Regions from separate parts of the Mus musculus genome. Here all the other regions are linked to region 2. A link is a contact called in public HiChIP or PLAC-seq and promoter capture Hi-C data. All regions are on one chromosome and are shown on one strand. The core of a region is the stretch at or near the end of the contact, and the rest is flanking DNA. Distances in the headings are between cores, read along the strand shown.

What was found. Promoter capture Hi-C pulls out the DNA fragments that hold promoters and counts their contacts. HiChIP or PLAC-seq counts read pairs in DNA pulled down with a chosen protein or histone mark.
Region 1: an H3K4me3 HiChIP or PLAC-seq map of embryonic stem cells shows a contact between it and region 2, with 2.2 times the contacts expected there. The contact joins the promoter of Tll2 here to the promoter of Ccnj in region 2. A contact is called at or near these places in 1 of 39 promoter capture datasets (cranial neural crest) and 2 of 115 datasets of contacts at active chromatin or transcription factors (embryonic stem cells and large pre-B cells).
Region 3: a promoter capture Hi-C map of the HPC-7 cell line shows a contact between it and region 2, with 5 times the contacts expected there. The contact joins the enhancer-like site here to the promoter of Ccnj in region 2. A contact is called at or near these places in 5 of 39 promoter capture datasets (the HPC-7 cell line, cranial neural crest, frontonasal cranial neural crest and 2 more), 1 of 115 datasets of contacts at active chromatin or transcription factors (pancreatic cancer cells) and 3 of 9 other capture datasets (adipose tissue, liver and macrophages).

The regions. Positions count from the first base shown.
Region 1 is chr19:41,204,794-41,208,858 of GRCm38.p6, forward strand. Tll2 (tolloid-like 2) reads right to left here and starts at 1,981. Exons shown (of 21, transcript NM_011904.4): 1 at 1,684-1,981. The coding sequence starts at 1,852.
Region 2 is chr19:40,829,071-40,833,164 of GRCm38.p6, forward strand. Ccnj (cyclin J) reads left to right here and starts at 2,209. Exons shown (of 6, transcript NM_172839.4): 1 at 2,209-2,372; 2 at 2,909-3,018. The coding sequence starts at 2,950. It overlaps Cc2d2b (coiled-coil and C2 domain containing 2B), which reads left to right. Exons shown (of 35, transcript NM_001376940.1): 35 at 1-708.
Region 3 is chr19:40,393,494-40,397,412 of GRCm38.p6, forward strand. Sorbs1 (sorbin and SH3 domain containing 1) reads right to left here. Exons shown (of 29, transcript NM_178362.1): 5 at 1-23. Among named protein-coding and RNA genes, the nearest start is that of A930028N01Rik, 99 kb to the left of the region's middle. Within about 2 kb of position 1,503, at least 48 of the 459 cell types and tissues checked have an H3K27ac peak or open chromatin away from gene starts, as enhancers often do. A contact at or near this core is called in the HPC-7 cell line, adipose tissue and liver, where this site is marked.

The sequences.
Region 1 (4,065 bases), core at 731-3,230, 380 kb after region 2:
CATCTAGACTAGCATCCTACATATACCAGGCACCCAGCCTGTTTTTTCAAACCAATCTCCCTTCTGGCCCCACTGGCCCCTACTGCCTCCCAGAGGTGGCTCCTCTGAATCTGACAGGTGTGACTGTTGCTCCTGCTCATCTCAAGCTTAGGCACTCTCATTTTAGGACCAGGTCACCATTCTAACCATGCTCAGACCATCCCGGCTGGACATTACAATCAGGCATGGTACCTTCATTTATCTGGAGGTACCACCTTCTCTATTTCCCGGAAGTCACCCATTCTATTTCCCATCCCGGGGCCTCATATACAGTTGGATTTTTCTGGCATCTTTCCTGTGGTTAAGGCCAGGTCCCCCCACACCCAGCTTGACCTTCCATATGCACAGGCCCCTCTGGTCTCAAGAACACCTGAGGCCTTCCTAGGAACCTCATCTTCTTCAGAGAACATGCATTGTGAAGTGACTCCAGCCTATGCCCTAGAGTTACCACAGTAATGGTAAAAATAACGACAACACTCTATAATTGATTCCAATGGCAAGAAATTCCCACCCAAGTCCTCTGTTTACCTTCTTCCATTTTAGAGATGAGGAGCCTGAGGCTGAGAGAAGTCTCTATGAACTGAGGGAATGAAATGGCCCAGACCTGATGGGCCACTGTGCCCAGAGGAACCACTCTGATCGCCTCAAGTATCCTCAAGGCCTCTTATCCCTTATTTTTGCACACCAGAAGCGAATCAATCAGGTTGGGCAATGGACAAAGGAAAACACTACTAACGGGTTCTCGGCCACCATCCAGGAGCAGCCTCAAGGTAGTCTGAGTCCTGCACCTGCTTGGGTCCCAGCTAGTAACTGCTCTTGACTTTGATACGTTTGGGTCCTTTGCGGACAGATACTTAGTAACCTTTGCTGGGATGCTTTATCACCCCCCATCTATCTCTTGCCGCACATCCCAAAACAGGGTTAGTAGCTGGAGGGAAGCAGGCCCTGTAGCTGGGGCAAAGGTTTGTGCTCAAATGCTGGCGTGCCCGGTGCAGTCCTGGGGCGCAGCTTCCTGGTGGAATTAGAGCACCTGCTGACTTCCATCTCAGTCGGGTGCTGAGGAGACTGCGGGGGTAGGGGCACGGGTGGGGGGGAAGCTGGAGCAATTCAAGTCGTGGGCGTTCTCCCTAGGGGACTCTTCCTTCTGTCCTGTGAAGCTTTTTTGTCTGTCTTCTAATCTCTTCCCAAGAGTAACTACAGATCTTGGAAACTTCGCGGGAAACTTCCAACTGCTGTGAACTCCGATGAAGCCAGCTACTCCATCGGACAGAGCCTGGAGCGCCGCGCCCAGCCAGGCTCGACTCCTGCAGTGTCTGGAGGTAGCGGGTGCCTAGAGGCTGACAGGCGACCCGAGCCCACCGTGCACCACACAGGCTTTGCTTTCCACATCCGCCAGAATTCCCTATGGGACCGATCCTGCGGCCGCCACCCGATGTGCACTGCTAACCTGGGACCAGGATGTCCTCCTGGACTTGGAGGAGTACTAAAGCAGTTTCCCGCAGACATTGTCCTCCCCCTCCCGCGGGAGCCGGGGACATCTCTCAGGAGCGGAGTGGCCCGCCTTGCCCACCCCTCATTTGCATTTCAAAGGCAAACTTCAGCCCGACTTGCCCGGAGACTAGGACAGCCAGCGGTGGTACCTACCAGCTTTGCAGGGGTCGTGGTAATGCAGCTGCTGCTCCGTGCCCTCCTCGCCTTCCAAGGCTCCGTAGTCCAAGGCGACATTCGAATGGTCCCCAGTCACTTCAGCACCGCGGGGCAGCGGTAGCAGCAACAGTAGCACCAGGGTGCCAAGAGTGGTCGCAAGGGGCATAGTGGCAAGGGGTCGGCGGGGCCCGAGGGACTTAACCTGCACAGAAAGCTCGGATCCAGAGAGACACCACGTACAGGGTCGGTTGTGGTGGCTGCTGCTTGGCTGCCAGGCACCGGTAGGGTACCAAGCAAGCCCAGTAAGGCGTTCTCGTCCGGCCTGGACACCCGGGAAGCCGCTGCTAAACACGACTTGCCCAGAGGCCAAGGCTGCGGTGGCTGTGATTGTGCTGGCGGCGGCAGCGGTAGGAACAGTGGCCGCTCCGCCCCTCTCCACCAGGGCTGGACCACACGCCCTCTCCAAGGGCCCCGGACAGCCAATCACTTATGCGTCCTAGGCGAGGCCCCTCCTCTTCCCTGCACCTCCGTAACTTCGGAGGAACCCAAGCAAACCGAAGATGCTGACAAGTGTTGGGCTCCCCGGGGCGCACGCCCACCTGGCCGAATGCAATCTTGTTTTGACACTGTGGTGCGCGCAACACTGCTCAACATTGAGGCTAGACTTCGCGCCCTACCTCCTTCTAGTAACTCATTTCACAACTCCCAGATGCACGCGTGGCAGGACGCAGGAGGGCCAGCAGCTTTGGTGTGTGTGAGTAGTCCTGGACACCTCGCTGCTGCCAACTTCGTGCTTTCGAAATTCGTTTCTCTGCAGAATGCAGTGTGTCTCACATGCCTCAGCAAAGGGGGCGAGGAGGGGGGAATGAGCAGGATTCTCTCCACTCTTTCAACAGCCCTGGTCCCACCAGCACAGGTGCGTGCTGCAGCACCCACCAAACCCGAAGTTGTGGGTGGGACTTGTAAGGATGGATAACGATGAGCTTATCCTTCAGTAAAACTGTCCCAATTGGGATGCTTTTGATAGTCAAAGACTCACAAATGAGCAACACTGTTATTTAAAGTTACAGACATACCAAGCAAGCCTTGCCGTTAGTTTGATAAAATAAAAATGAGCGATTCTTTAAATCTGGTTATTTTTGTGCCAGTGAAAAACATGCACCCAGATTATTTAGGGAGATAATCAGACGTTATTTGAAACTCGCTTATGTGATGTACCTTCAATGTTAAAAAAACTGTCAGAACTGATCCACTCTGACATACATTATTAACCGCAAGGATTTTCAAAGATCCTTTTATACAAGTAAATTGCCCTAATCAAGCATTATAGCACGTCAATGTGCTGTGAAGATTTGTGAGTGCATCACATCCAGAGTTTTTGTTTTTTGTTTTTGTTTTTTTAAATTAACTGCAGGAAGAAAGGTGGACTAAATTTCTCTTTGGGGCTTGTTACCACATGGTTTCCTAGCTGCTAAATGACAAAGCAGTCCAAAGCTGGGCTTTACACCAGGCTCCAAATGTCTCATCCTATCATCATCTGCCTTATCTATTAACTAGAACAACAGTTTCTTCAAACCAGGACAGGTAGTGATTAACCAAAGAAAAGTGTTTCACGAAGCATTTTATTTTGTTCTGAATCTCACTTAGTAATGGAGGGCTGACCCTGTCTGAGGCTGTCATCAAATGAGCACGGAAGTTATAGTCAGGTTAGGCAAGATCTGCTAGAACTGGCAGGTGAGAGGAGGGGACTTGAGAGGAAGAGCTGGCACCAAATGGCAAGGAAGGCCAAGTGGCCACTAAAATAGAGCATCAGTGGAGGAGGTTGGATGGCACTTCTGCCTGACTGCTGGAGGGAGTCAAACCCAACGCCACAGTTCGCTATATGCACCCAGTGAAGGTCACCACCTGTCAATAGATAAGGCCACAAAAGCGACATCTAAAGGGCTAACAAACTTCTGTGACACTTCCAGGCTTCCAGATGGCCCTAAGAAAACAGCCAATTGGCTTCCTCATTAACAGAGAATTCTGGAAGGCAGACATTAGAGGCTGGTCTTTGGCAAGCACATAAGCTGGAGCCTTTATTGCCCCTAATCGCCACCGGGTGGGTTAGCTGCCAGTCTTTTCATCAATTCCCTTTATCCAAATATTTTGAAGACCCATGCTCGTAGATAAGCACGCTACTCAGCTCTGTGTGAGGCTTGTTTGGATGTTTCTCTGGCTGTTGACCAATAGGTTAAGCAGCAAATGTTGGAACTGTCAGGAAGTTCAGATGGGAATGACTGAAGAGTCAATACTTTGAATGGTCAATACTTTGAACACGTCTACAGCTCCATTACACCATTACACACATTTCTCTCATAGCAAGCTAATATGGATATA
Region 2 (4,094 bases), core at 959-3,458:
TTTTTTTTTTTTTTTTTTTTGCCTTTTGCTTGCATTTATTTTAAAGTGTTTTCTTTTTGACAAAAAGCAATGGCTTTCTTTTCTTTTTTAACTTTTAAATACATTCTGTGTATTTGGTTTACAGTGTTTTGGTTTTTGTGGTACAGTAGCTTGAAGCCAGGGACTCGGGTACGTTGGGCAAGCCCTGTACTGCTCATCCCCCTCCCCCAGTTCTCAGCGCACAGCGTCTGATGAACACGTGCATTGAGTACAGAGAGCTTCATGAAGAATTCTCTCCCCTGCGTGCTCCGATGTTAGTGTCTTGGCTGCCAGAGCGTGGTGGCTTCCGACTGCCGGAAGTGCCCGCAGTCCCAAAAGCCTTCCAGAGAATCAGCTCCCACCCTCATCTCTTGCAACCCAACTCGAGGTTCCATTCTCTGTTGTGCGGGTGCCTTGCCCGGTTCGCTCTGAAACCTTTGCTAGTGTCTTTTGAAGTTTGGATTATCTTTACTGAAGTGGAAAACTGCCCTCTACTTTCCTTCCAAAATGGAACCCTGTCGTGTTTACTGTCCCCTCTGCTGGCATGCCCATCCACCATCTAGATAGCCAGTCGCTTCCCCTCAGGCCTTTGCATGGCTTCCCTATCATAAAACGTCGGCCTATCCACCTATCTAGCCTTTCACTTTGTTTGCCTTACAGCACTTGTTACCGTGTGGTATGGATTTATCTTTCATTTATTATGACTTTTCTCTTCCCAGTAGAATGTAAACTGTGGGAACACAGAGTTGAAGTGCCTTCTGCCCAGCTCACTCTAAAGGGATGAAAAAAATAGTAAGACCGAAATTCCTTTTAGGAATGTAGACTCTAGAGAGACCACCAGAGACATACACAGGCATGAACAAGGATGAATACTGGCATCTTATAAAGAGCCATCTAAGTCTAGAATAATACATGATTTCTGAACCGGTCTCTCCCGGCAAACAACGTGTTCAAAGTAGACTGTAGGACAACCTGCTTATTACAGGATCGCATAGGCAATTATAGTCTGTGACCCACTTTTCTGAAAAGGTTCTTAAGAAAGGCCTGGACCCTAAATCATTTGGAAGCCAAAAGCTGCTTAGTAGTCGTGAATTGGAAACTGAGTACTACTTAAATACCATAAATGACATGGAAATTTTAGCCAGATAACGTCCTTTCCCTCTACTAGTAGTCTCTTCCCGAAATGCACCGGGCTAGGCTGGGTTCTGCCAATTTTCACGTGCATGCTTCCAGTTTCTTCCCATCATTTCCTGAACCCCTGCTCTCCCCAGGCATTGTATAACACTGTCACACAGGGGTCTGCAGCAGCCCTTCCGGGATGGATGCAAATACCAGGGTGATAAGCCATGCTCCCGAAGTGTGCACTCATCCTTTTCTGTACTAGCCCTTTGTCACTCTTCCTCTTTCTAAACAAAATATTCAAAGTAAGGGGTGAGGTCTCATGATTTATGTTTAAATATTGAAGGAAGTCGCTTTACAGTCTCTGGAAAATTGAGGGAACCCATCTACTTCTTTTGGGGTGGTCCTCCAGACACTCTCAAATACAACTGATGGGGTTTCTGTTACATTTCCAGCCCCAGCCAATCGCCTCAATTGACGCTGGAGTGTTCCCACCGTTTAGGGTCTCTTCCTTGACCACCACAGATGGTCAATTACATCCATTATGGATCTGACAAGCCAGGTTGCTAAAGATGTCAATTCCAGTCGCAACTCGCGCGAATCGCCGAAGTGAAAGCAACAAGAAGAGCTGAGTTAGAAGAGCTAAAAGGAGTACTGGGTTTAGAGGGGAGACTGGAGCAGAACTCGACAACCAAAGCGCCTTAGGGACTGGTAAGAGCTAAAGCCCATTCGGAAGGCTTAGGGTAGGGGGAGGATCCCGGAGAGCAGCCCCTCGGAAGTGAGACAGCGGGCCAGATCCGCGCTGCCAAGTTTTAATCCCGGGGCTGAGACATCGCATCTTTCTTTGCCAGCACCCGGGACCCATCAAAGATTCTCTGCAGGTGAGCGGCCCTCGGGCGCCGACAGACCGCGGAGGCTGCAGAGCGAGACCGCCCGGCACCGGGCAGGGGCCCGGGAGACGGAGTAGCACCTGGCTCGGCCCGGCCGCCGATTGGACGGCGAGGCGCGACCCCGCTGTATCGCGAGAGCCGATTGGCAGCGCGGGGCGGCCCGTGCCCCGGCGCTGGCTTTGTACGGCGAGCCGCCTGCCGGTCCTTTAACAATGGGCGGCGCGAGCGCCCGGGTGCTGGGCCCTAGCTGAGGCGGGGGCTTCGCGGCCGACGGTCCGCGGCATGAACGCTGCCGGCGCCCCGTGCACGCCGGCCGGGCTGGGGCTCTGAGGGCCGCGGTTCCGGGTAAGAAACCGCGTGGGCCGGGCAGGCCTGCGGGAGCGCAGCGAGGCGAGGGGAAGCGAGGCGCGGAGCACGGCCGCCCGCCCGGCCTTTTGTTTGCCGCTCCGGGTCCGCGCTGCGGCGGGCGCACCGCAGACCCCCAGGGTGGTGGAGCGTGCGGGGCTGTCGGCGCGGACCTGGTGTCGCGCGCTGGTCACTCTCCATTCCGGCGACGTTCTGACAATGTCAGGGCTCCCGCGCCTAAGTGCAGGCGGCTGAGGTCGAACCCAGAACTCGGAGAGCCCGAGGTGGGCCGTCCCGCCCGGAGCTTTCAGAGCTCGCACCTTTCTGCAGTTCTTGCAGCGGGCGATTGCAGACGACTGGGTAGATCAGGCCTTGCTGGCGTTGGAAGATGGCTCGGGGTCGGGTCAGGTGAAGAGGAGCAGCCGCACGGGGTGACCTGAGATCGCATCCCTGGAGGAGGGGGCGCGGAGGATCGCGGGGGGACTGGGGGGGGGGGGAGTTGCTGGCCGTGACCGCGTCTGGGGCGTGTCTTCCAGACTGAAGTTGCGGCGTCTGGCCGGGCGCACCTCCGGCTTCCATGGAGCTGGAGGGGCAGTGGTGGCGAGGACAGCTGGCTGCGGATATTCACCAGGCGCTTCGGTACAAGGTAACTCCCGAGACCCGACTTTCCCCATCCCGGCTCTTGTGCTTCCTGGAAAGGCCAGTCAGGTTCTTTACTCTCTACCTTCCAGGCCAGAGAAGGCGAGTTTGCTCATTTGTCAAAGTTAATTAACTTCTTCCTTCCCTGGGCTGCATCCGAAGAACCTGTAAATGTGGAGAAGACTGGGGCGTGGTAGTTGGGAGAAGGAAGGTGGATGGTGTTCCGATGTTGCCAGGTCGACCATGGGTGTGTGTGTGTGTGTGTGTGTCTGTCTGTCTGTCTGTCTGTGTCTGTGTGTGAGTGAACAGCCCTCCTTGTTTCGTACATGCTGTTGCATGAAGCTGGTGTAAGCCCTGTACATAACTCAGTTCTCCAACCTTTCCCCAAACCTGCTCTGAGACTTCGGACAACTTAATTTTCTCTTTCTCAGTTTCCTCGTCTGTAAAAGGAGAAATAACAACGACAGAACGTCCTTATGGGGTGATTGTGAAATCTGTTAAGTATGTACTGTGCAGGAACTTAGAACAGTGTAAGAGCTATGTGATAACTTACTGTTCCTTGGTCCTTCAAATCCAGGCTATACAAAAAGCCTTAAGGTGGAGGGAGCTATTCCTTGGTAATGTCAAGTGTAGAAAATAGACACAATGTTCTTAATAGTCATGGGGGGGGGGGAACCTACTCCTTTTGGACCAAAGCCTGGGTATTCTAACTAATGATTATAGGATGGATGTTATAAGTCAGATATATGCGATAGCCCTGCTTCTCTGACAGCCAGAGGGAAGACCCAGAATGATCAACTTAACTCAGTTTCACCTTGGATGAAAACTGGGAAAGGATCGAAACAGCTGACTCTTTAATAAGATCCTGTAGCTTGAGCCTTAGGGATTTTTCAATGATAATAGGTTTATATCTGGTGTATATGACCAAATTAAGCAGATTAGGACATGGAATCTTGGCTTAAGTTGTTAAAATTGCACCCCCAGCTTGAAATTTCCAAAAGTTCTTTAATAGTCCTGGCATTCAGTCTCTTACTCTGAGTACATCCCAGACCCCTATGAGATTGCTCTACATAAATGTTCCAA
Region 3 (3,919 bases), core at 253-2,752, 440 kb before region 2:
GCAGATTTTGGTAGGGTCCATGTCTGAAAAGGAAAGATCCAAACGGGAGGGTGTGAGCCAAGACTTCTGAGGGAGCAGGATAGTCCAGTCCGTGAGCAGATGGTTATAGCGGAGGACTGAGACGAACCTGGTTACATCTAAGCCTACTCTTCAAACATCTACGACCAATGAGAATTAATCGGTACAGCGGTACACCAGCATTGTGAAATTAGGGAAAAGAGGCAAGGTAAGCTCTGAGGAAATGCATGAGTTACAATGTCAGCTGAAAACATTTACCAGTGGAAGGAAGCTGGCTCATTCCTTCTACGAAATGAACTTTGGGTTGCTAAGCAGACTACTGGCCAGTTAGTAAGGCATGGTTCACAGGAGAGTTTGTGAAAGGGCTCTCAAGCTTGCTGATCCCCTTCTCACCAAAAAAAAAAAAAAAAAAAGCAAGCTGGCAATGTGGCACCTCGGGGATGCTCTCATTGGTGAATACCCCTGAACTACGGGACAGAGGGAGGTGCTGTTCACAGATGGGAGCTTTCACACTCAGGCATAATGAGAAAACAGGAAGGTGGCCAGACAGGCTTGGTCACACTCAACAGTGTCTTCTGAACCTCTCTATAGTCTATAGACTCCTCACTGTCCACAGGCAGAGGCAAGGTCCATACCAGCCTGGACATCTTTAGGAAGACCCGCAAAGCAGTCTCCTGAATCCAGGGCTACATGTCCCCAGTCCCTCTGCAAATGCCTTAAACCACAGATGATACTCAGCCTATGGGAGCAATCTTTCCTATACAAACAGACGTGCTTTTGATAAAGTTTAATGTATGAGTTGGGCACAGTAATAAGACTGGCAACAGTGACTCTGATAAAATGGTAGCGTTATAACATTGTTATACGTTATTTCATTATATAAAAGTGATTTCAATAAAAAGTGTGTTGTTTGTTTCCAGTTAACATTTTTCACTTAATATTTAATAACTTCATTTCATATTTCTGACTGTGGTTCACTGTAACTAACTGACTCTGTGGCTAACAGAGGCCTGCTGTCTTTAGCAGGCTGAGTGTCCCTCCTTCAGGAAAGTCAGTAACGAGGCAGGGAAGGAGAACAGACCACGCTACTTCTCAGAGCACAGAGCCAAGTGTTTCTATGCAGCTAAGTCAAGTCAACTCCACACTTACTTCCTACATCCCCACACCTGCCAAACTGCTCAGAGTCCAGCTTCCTGATCTAAAATTACCACAATGAGGATGAGAGGGCGAGGCTGGAGCTTACAGCGTGTCTTTGGGTGGGACTCAACACCCTGCCCATGTCTGTTTGGGGGTGGGGTGGGGGGAAGTAATGAGAAAGCAAGTTTCCTTTCCCCCTGCTCTTTATTCCTGCCCCCAACACCCCCTCTTCCATGGGGAGGAAACCACAAAACTCACAGCACATCCCAGACCACATGGCAACCCCAGGGAGCGCCTAGCCCCATCAAGAGAGTAAGTGACTGGTGTTATAAAACTATTAGGAAAGCCAAACCTTGGTCATAGGAACATCAGGCAAACTGGCAAATCTACAGCCCAGCTGTACGATCCTGGACGCATAGCCAGATCTGTCCAACTTCTGAGCTCCACCCATCCCACTCTGACTACACAGAACTTTGAATCAGAAATGTACACCCCCCCCCCCACCTCTTGGAGAGGAGAGGCAGGAAGGAACTGCAGGCGAAGCCAGAGAGGGGCTGGAGTGCTCTGGGAAATGGCCCTGAGTATCACACGGGGAGTCACCATCCAACATCTACAGGAGCTGCTTCACATTCAGCCTGACTCAGAGGTTTGAGGCCAGGCTAACTCTCCCGGAAACACAGTTTTCACAGAAGTATTGGGAGTTGCAAACTTCTCAGGAGAGAGCCCCACTACAAAGAAGGTTCAGCCTCTACAGTAAGCCTTCTAAAGCAAGGAAGACAAGGCTGCAGCCTCAGGCTCTTCCCTTACTCCTCCCTGGCTTACACACTTGCAGACAGACCACACACACGCACACGCACACGCACACTCGCGCGCGCGCGCACACACGCACACACAGAGGAAACAACTTAGGGAGAGGAAATGCCTTCTACACATGCGAGGATTAGGGCTCACAGTATGGTGTTAGGAGCAAAGAAGGAAAGAAACCATGCATGATCGGACAATTAAAAGAAACAGCCCCAAAGAGAGATACCTGGAGGGAGTACTAGGCCTGAAGGGCTTTTCACTGTCTTCACGGGAATTATTTTAACAGCAGATATAGAGCGAGCACGGAAAGGGTCGGCTGTTGGAAACACAAGAGGGTAAACGGTGCATCCAGAAACAACATTTGGGAGCCGCTCAGGCAAGTCGAGGAACTGTGTGGGGACAATAGGAGGAAACTGCCTACGCCACAAGAACAATGAAGAGAGCCGTGGATGCAGTCCTTAAAAATAGCCTGCTTTCTCTCTCTGGGGTTCTGGGCCAAGATGGCTGAAGCTTTCTGAGGCCATCACTCAGATGGAGTTGATCCATGGGTATTGGCAGCCCCTGGCACAGGGAGCTTGCCAGGGCTGGACAGAGATGTACAGAGACACAGATGGCCTGGCAAGTAGAGGAAGGGGGATACAATCAGAGTACGAGGTGTCCCTTAGGAACAGTGGGTCATCTGCTGTACAACCGGGAATTTGAGGACGGGGCCATGGCTGTAGGTTGAGTGCAGCTAAAAGGGGGAATGCCCTTGTAGACTGCCTGGTCCTTCAGGCCTCAAAGCTGCTTCTTTCAAAGCATACCTTTTAGGGTCCTGTACCTGCTCTGACCCCCATCTGCTGGGAAACAGATGGTGCTGCTTAATCCCACTCTTTGCTAGAAAAGAGGTGCCAAGTGGATGAGGAAGGCTCTGGACAGCACCCCAGTACACAGCGCTGGATGCCGAGACCCCATTTCTTGCCTGCCTAGACCACCCATCTCAATGACAGGCACATCACCAAACCTCCCTTGCAGATGCAGCATGGTGCCAGAGTAACCCCAATGGACTGTGCCCAGGGGTCTCAGAGTCACAGAAAACAGAATGACACGGGGTAGGTCTGCTTGGAAATAAGAGACTATTGACTCAGCACCACGTGACTGGGATTGCCAAGTGGGCAGGAAGGAATGGAAGGAAAGTGGACAGCGCCCATTCTGTCCATCCTGCTGCTGCTTCGGAAGGCACACAGCACGCACACAGTCTATGTTTACAATAACTGAGACAGGAGCGACAATTCTGCATAGATCTAGATTGAATGAACTTCTCACAGGAATCCTGTTCACTGTACCTTACAATCACTTGGGAGACTGCGCTGGGGTGGGAAGCAGATTTGGGGTGCTGTTTTCAGCCAATCACTCAGTCACTTGTTCTACCTTTGTTCTCAAGTGCAGAGGCTGAGGCAGGAGCCCAGTTATCCTGGCTCGGTGTCCATTGCAGGCCATTCTGATGACCTTTAGGTTACACCTGTCTCCTTGTTTCCTACCAAACGTGAGTCTAGCTAAGGCAGAGGGAAGCCATCACTACTGCTGTGATGTATCTCACACACACATCCTCCCCCCCCCAACATCACACACAAACTCTTTTAATAAAAGTTTCTTCTATATACAGATTTAAAGAGTGAAACTGGTGATCCCAGGATTTCAGAAGCCCCTCCCATGCTCCCAGTTTAAATATTCCCTTGCAGCCCTCCCACAGCACGCCCCCCCTCAATATTCCCTACGTGCAAGACAGCCAAGACAGCCCCAAGACCCTAAGAGTATAGCTCACAAGAACTGAATGGAGGAGGGCAGCAAGCTAGGGAGGTGAGGGATAAAAATGGCATAGATGTCCTGTGCCCAAGGAACTCAGCCTCATGCCACCCAGGCCTCCCACCCCTCATCTTCTGCCCTCTGTCTTCTCTCTCCGGAGGATTCCTCCTGAGTG